Linked DNA regions of Drosophila melanogaster: region 2 is linked to region 1. A link is a contact called in public Hi-C data. All regions are on one chromosome and are shown on one strand. The core of a region is the stretch at or near the end of the contact, and the rest is flanking DNA. Distances in the headings are between cores, read along the strand shown.

Region 1 (3,698 bases), core at 898-3,397:
CAACCCAGATGGTAGTCATGGATAATGGCTGACAGGGCATGTGAAAAGTTACGATCTTACGGCCGAGAATCAAACAAATGTGCTGACACACGCGCCGATAACATCAAGATGACTAAATTCTGCTCTGAATTAAAATTAGCACATGCGAGCAATAACATGTTAATTTCAAATAAAATGCTAAATACATAACAATCGTAACGAAGTTATGGTTCTTAACCTTAGTAAACCTTTTAAGCATGGCTTGTCTTTCATACTTCTCATTAAAAATATATTGCCTGTAACAAAATCGAATCCATTATGCTTTCCCACCTAAACCAGTTAAGAAGATACACTTTGGCCACATGTTGTCGGTCATCAAATGGCTGTCAAATTACCTAAACTCCAATGCAGAGCTGCTGCAACTGATGAAAAAGATCGTGATTATGACGAAGGCGATGGGCAACCCACACGAAATGCTAATGAATTGTTATCAGTTAATTGTCTGAGCGGGGTACCCGGCTTTGTTATCTCAGCTCTTATGCTTTTATGCTTTATTTGAATTCGATTTGGGAACGCGGCGTGGGTGTTCCCCAAACCCAAAGTCCCCACTCAAGTGGCAGCTAATAGCCCAATAAATTGTGATTGTCGGCGGCGAGGAAACCGAAGCAACACACACATAATATTAAGAGAAGACCGTAGTACCTTTGTGCAGCTAAGCGAACTGTCAATGGCTGGCACATTGTTCGATTTATGACCATTCTGTTGGCCAGGGAATGTGCAACCAGTTTATGGGATGGATTCGCACGGACGAATGCTGAATGCTGGATGTTCCACAGCGCAGGCGCAAATCCTTTTGACATGTCCAATGTGCTCAGCATTTAGACAGTGGGCAGCTATTCTGTTGCCAGTGGCTAATAGTATGTGGCAATGCACTTGGCGAAACTATTGTATCTAGCACAATCAAAAAAGTTATATACAAAAGTGATTATGCTTAAGGAAAGTACTGTACATATATAATATAACAGACTTACTTAGGACATGAATTAAAGTACATTTAAAACCTTTATCATGTTTAACCCATGAATTTTTGATTAAATCTAGACTTAGTGGCATTTTTCGAGTGTGGTTGACAGTAGCACTCTTATGATGACAACGACAGATCCAGCACCCGATATGGACAGAAGGGCTGGAAACGAGTTCTTCTTCGCTCTGGGACTCGGATTCTCGATGTGAAAGATCAGCGAGCCGTGGCCTAAACTGGCTGCCCGGCAGCGGTGGGTAAATATTTAACTTAACAACTTGCCACCGACCGAAGAAGATGCAACAAAAGCAGCCGTGGCCGCAAGAACAACAACGGCGGACCATAAAAAGCACAAACCGCAACTTCCAAATAGTTTGAACTGTGCAGAGAGTGCAGAGATGATCCTCCTATAAACAAAACAGCTGTAACGCACTCAAAAACCAGCCAACGACCAGCCGAGGGCATACCTGCCCACTGCGCCGCCCACCACCCACCACTGCGCCCCTCAGCCCCACCACAAAGAGTTCTTCCGCCTGGCGAATTCATCCGCTCCACAGTTGCATCGAACAAAGGAAGCCAACTTGTGCCCCCATCGGTCCAATTTCGTTTGAGCGAACCAGCCAATGTGCACCGAACATGGGCTTCGACTGGTCTGACAGTGCAGACCAGCTGGCTATTTCTAGCTGTAAAAAAATATATACAGATTATATACAGACTAATAAGAATACACCTGAGAAACATATTAAAATTCCACTGATATTTAGCAAGATAAATTGAGTAGTAAAATCTTACATATTTGTAGAAGTTTGTGTGGCTTCTTATTTTAGAGAAATTTACCCTTTTCAAAATTTTGCTAAAATATCAGGTAAAGATATTTTTAAAAACAAATATATATGTAGATTTCAGAAAACTCGACGTATTTTCTACGGCATCTACAGTTATCCCGATTCCAAAGAAGTAAACAAAAAGTAAAGTGTGCTACTGATATATGAATGAATCAATGTTTAAGAAAATAACTAAATATTTACCGATGTTCGGAGTGTTCAGAGTATACAATCTATATACTTTTGGCTCCACTTTCCGACTGCACTGGCAGCGCCGTCGATCGCCGATCGTTAACTGGACTTTCGGTTTCGGCTGTGCATTTTCAGTTCGTCTCGGGACTTCTAAGCGATCGGTTTGGATTTCGTTAGCTCCGCCGCGCCAGCTGGAAATTTGTATCTCAAAGATCGCAGCCAGTTCGCTCGGTTTTTGTGCCTGGCATACGGAAGCGGCTAACGCAGAATCCGGAAAATCACAAGAGCCGTATATATTTCACAAATATATATATATAGTATGTTTCGAAAAGGCCCATTCACGGCCATTAAAATATTTTATTGTACAAAAAAGGCACAGTGCCGCGTATCTGCTTAATGTCAGCGCGAAAACTCAATTCAATTTATTGTTTGTGATTGCAAATTTGGCATAATTGTGCTTTGATTTATTCGCGCGTGTTTCGGGTCATCTCTATAAAGAGGAATTTTAAATCTGGGCAAGATTATCTCTGTTTTTCTCTGAACACTGGCTGGGTCAGTTGGAATTTGTTCGCCGTGTGTAAGTCACATGCAAATAGCTTTAATTAATTGCAATTACTTATGATTTGAATGTGTGTCAAAGCGCGGTGCGACATTTCCTAGTGCATTAATCTTGCTCAAAATCGCATTGCCTATCCTGTCTAGGAGTTACATGTCACTTATGGACGTAATTTGCATTTTTGTGGAGCGGCTAACTAAGTTGGCTTACCATTTACATATGCGCTTTGGCTGCCAAACAATGCCATAAATGGTCTAAGAATTAATTATCGTGAGAACTTCAAGACAATGTCTTTATTAAATAATTGTCAATAATTCTGAGTAGTTTTCAATGTACAATTTGTGATAATTTTCTTGGTAATTTTCTACGGTAATTTGCACCTTGATAAAAAGTGTTTAAGACAGTGTAATTTGTTTCCGTGTTTTCTTCAATGCAAATTATTTATTTCGAAATGGCAATAAATTGCTCAATAAATTTTATTTCTTTCAACAATGATCTGATAAAGGATTAATTCATTGCTTCGTTTTTGCGTAAACAAAGATTGTTCTGCGGAAATCTTGTAATTTATTTTTACTCTTTTAGATAAGTTTAAAATATATATATTTTATATAACCATTTTTCTTCACTATCGAAATGAACATTTTATAGCCCAACATTATTGCTGACATGAATGCAACCAAAATAAATATGTAAATCTTGTGACGTTATCGCCATCAAAAATTAGTGTAAATAATGTGACAAAGCGGAAAACGACACAAATCAAAAATAGATGTATCAATACTTTCCATTGTTTAGACTAGTTTGGCTAACAATTATGCATACATATGGCTAAATGAGTTTCGTTTTTTTTTTGTTTGCCCCAACGTGCATTCTGCATTCTCACACATATCGTTTGGCAGGTGAGCAATCAGAAATCGAAGTTTGGGGCACGATCCGTGGAAAGCGATCGTGCCTTTCTGCGTATCATAGTGTCTATACAAATGTTATTATGGTTAACGCCACTGGAAAGTGGGGTGGAGTTTGTTGTTGGTTTTCTTGTTTTTCCTCGACTTTGCTAATTAGACAAAGTCATTTCCATAAATTACGCAGCTAACGGTAACTGGGTTTATGACTTTTGTCCGGCTTG
Region 2 (3,698 bases), core at 611-3,110, 150 kb after region 1:
TGTTTTTTTTTTCGGGGTTTGTTTTTTTGAACTCACTTTAGCTGCCATTGGTGAAGGCGATCCGCTGGTGCTCAGGTGCAAACGCATCTAGCAGATAGACTCATTTGAAGAGCTTTTCAGTAAGAGCGGGATGGCAATACATCCCCAAATTAAAAGCGGAAGATACCCAAGACTTTTTTTCATAAACTTCATTTATTGAGCTATAGATGCGTATCTTTCGGATTTCAGCAATGACAATGCACGGTTGTAATTAATTTCGCTTCAGACCAAATGATAATAACAACATTTCGCATTTCATTTTGGCTCGTTTTATTTCATTTCGATTCATTCATTTATTTATGCATTTGACCCGCTTTGTGTGGCTTTGACAACAACAAATTGTGAAAACAACAACCGAAACGAGTTGCAACAAATATACTTTGTACAACAAAAACGAAAAAAACACACGGCAGGTTGGCTTGTTTACTGGGAATTTTGCCCGTCGTTGGATTCTACGCAAAAAAACTTGTTGCCCGTCGTCTGGTTATTTTGTTTATGATTTTCATTCTGCACTTGTCAACTTTTTAGTATTCTTTCAACACACGCACAATATCGAAAAAACACACAGATGCACAGCTTTTTTTTTGGTTAATACGCGTATTTTTATGAATTTCGTGCGTTTCTTCTGCTTTTTGGATTTTCGGTTTCGTTTCAGCACCCACAACGTTTTTTATTTTGTTTGGCAAGCAGCGTGGAGTAGTTTCTCTATCTGCCTCTCGCTCGCTCTCGTTCGAAGGCGGGGGGTGGTTGCGTGGGCCGGTAAATCGCATGCGCGCGTATCGCGTATTCGAACTGTTGGCCTCAAGTTGCGCGAATCAACTGAGCGAAGGTGCGCGATCGGATGAGCGAAGCTTCCAAAGAAGAGCTTAAAGCGAAAGCCGAGCTTTTGCAGGTGAGCGAGACAGGTGCTACAGGTAGCTTTATACCGCAACGCCATCTGCCGGAGTTTTGGGGAACCTAATGTGGACACCGAACCGTTGGGAATTTAAATGGTTTAATTAGGAAAGGATAAACCCATTTATTTAAAAATTAAAATTAACACTTAGATTTCTATAACTACGTCATTTATTAAATAAAATGAATCTTCAGTAAAATTGAGTTACAAGTTACCTTAGTAATTGGTACCTGATTAACATTTCCCTTCCATCAAGCTTGTTGTTGCTCTTAATCACTACTAAAATTATTCCCTTTTACTTTTTACATCGTTGCATTTGCAGAAACCTGTTGACCTCAGGGTGTAAAATAAGTAACATAAACCCAATTAAAATGTATTTTGGAAGATGCCAGTTAACCTACAGATCTTGTATTTATGCAATTAATTAAAGCAATAAGTTCTGCACTGGAAAAAAAGCATACGTTTTTATGAACTAATAAAAATAATGCGACTGTCGTTAACAACTTTTACAATAAATGTATGTATTTAATGCCCCTAAAAAATGTGTTTTATGATTGCAGTTTATTGGCTTATTGAAGGGTCTGAAGATCCCGCGAAAGAGTTAAAAAAAGAGCCAAAATGAGAAGAAAGAGAGTTTCAAATGTGCGTGCAATTGACGAGCGAAATAGCCGAAGTCCAAGCAAAAAATAACGACTACTGACCACTGACAAATCCGGACTGAACACTAAAAACTGAAAACTGAAAACTCGGACTCGGGCGCGTAAGGGAGTCGGTCGTCGGGAGTCGGTCGTCTTTTGTTGATCTTGAGACTGAAATTCCAATTGTTGATTTATCTCTCGGCTGCTGCGCCGCGGCTGCGCTGCTGCAGCGCAGTCCCACTCGATTTGACCAGCGACCAAGTTTATAAAACTTTGAGCCAAAATGCAGCGGCGCACAGTTGTTACCAAAACGTTGCACGCGTCGTGGCCCTCATCAAAACAAAAAAAAAAATATAAGCGAAAATGAAAACGAAATTCGGTTAACGTCAACAGAAGCTGACAAAAGGCAGAAAAGACCGAAACAAGTTGCAGGGCCAGAGTAAGCCAAGTTAAATGCGAAAGAGAGGCAAGAGGCCAAGAAGAAAGAGTGGGCACTACATACATATAGTATAGCCAGCTAATCTGTTGTGCAGTGCGTTTTATCAGCCAGCGAAAGAAACGAAAACGAAAGTCGGTCCAAGTTCGGACTCAAAATCCAAACAGAAGAGACTCCATTCCATCAGAGACACGCGGATCTCATCTCGGTAATGTCTCAATAAAAGTAATCTTAACTGCCGCCGGAATGTAGGAAAAAGTGAAAATTGAAGCGCTTAACGTGTTTCGAAATACGATACATGAGAAGTTCCCAAAAAAAAAAACAACACCAATCAGTGAGTGGCAATTCCAGCGAGTTCTGTACTCTGTGCAAATAGGACTTGTTAATTGGGTTCTGATCAACAAGTGCCCACAAACAGTGTCCAATAAGCTGGCCATTAGTGTGAATCCGCATCTCACCCGATTCCCCACTCTCTCCGTACGAAATCTTTGACGATACCGCGAGTTCGGGAGTATTATGTAAATGCAGATCAAACATATTTCGAAATTCCCCAATAGCCAAAGTCCATATGCATATATATATATATATATATATGCACATATATCTCGATGGGCGTCTCGAGTCGTGCTTGCCACAAAAGAAGCGGCGTCTAAATTATGCAAAACCAACAAAAAGATCGCTTAGGAAAGCGAGAAAACGAGCAAAAAGCGTCAGCCGTGCACAGCGAGAAAAAAACAGAGATCCATAATGGGATTTCAATGTTCTTGATTACCAATAGCTGCCAAAGTCAAACTTACACAGAAAAATTTGGAATAACCTTAATGAGTATAAAGCAAATAAATATAGTTACCTAGTTCCATGATTATAACAAGTAAAAGAAATTTTACAAAGCATGTATATATTTTTCTGTGTATTTTAATAATAGGCCCATTTCCAAACGATTTTCATTGTTGATTATGAAATTGGTAGTTAATTTCTATCACAAGCACGCATAAATATTCCTAATATGTTAATCAAATTATCTGTTGCCTAACTACTTGTCTTTAAATCGAGTTTAATGGCTTGTATAAAACTGAAGATTTATTGGAACATTTTGTGAAGTAAAGCACATTTAAATTCTTGTTCTCAAAGATTTCTTCTTTTATTACTTTCGATGCGTTTTACGATTTACCCATTTTATTGTCATGGCCCACAAGTGGAGTAATCACATAATTCTTTAACCGCATTTCGTCGGTTAATTTTGATTACACGCGCACCTTTAGTCATAACATAATAAACAATAACCTGCGAATTATTACGTATGAGTGAGCTGCGATTGTGTGCGAGTGTGTCAAAGCGAAAACGAAAGGCCAGCACCAACACACGATCAATTGTGTGTGGTCAGCAGTTTGGGTGCAAAATCAATGGAAGTACCGATGTCTTTACACCTGCGCATAACTCACTCCAGGTTGAAAATAACAACTCAAATATCGAGACTCAACCCGGCATTTGGCCAACAACTCAAATTCGTCGCCGGGCAACGAAGGTAATCAATTGAACCTTAGTCTCCATTTGAGTCGCACTCCCAGCGGAATTGGGTTGAGTCTCGTCTCGTTTCGTTTATTTGGTTTCTTGTTTATCTTTTTGTTGCGTTTCAAAAACTTTTACTCGCCGTGCCGTTTGTTTGTGGCCGCAGATCCAATACAATCGA

What was found. A called contact is a pair of places that touch in the nucleus more often than the background predicts.
Region 2: a Hi-C map of the OSC cell line shows a contact between it and region 1, with 4 times the contacts expected there. A contact is called at or near these places in 9 of 107 Hi-C or Micro-C datasets (the Kc167 cell line, the OSC cell line, the S2 cell line and 3 more).

The regions. Positions count from the first base shown.
Region 1 is chr3L:4,382,295-4,385,992 of dm6, forward strand. slow (slowdown) reads left to right here and starts at 2,148. Exons shown (of 5, transcript NM_176283.2): 1 at 2,148-2,333.
Region 2 is chr3L:4,531,310-4,535,007 of dm6, forward strand. CG11353 reads left to right here and starts at 1,861. Exons shown (of 6, transcript NM_168093.3): 1 at 1,861-2,011. Tie (Tie-like receptor tyrosine kinase) reads right to left here and starts at 836. Exons shown (of 6, transcript NM_079204.2): 1 at 37-836.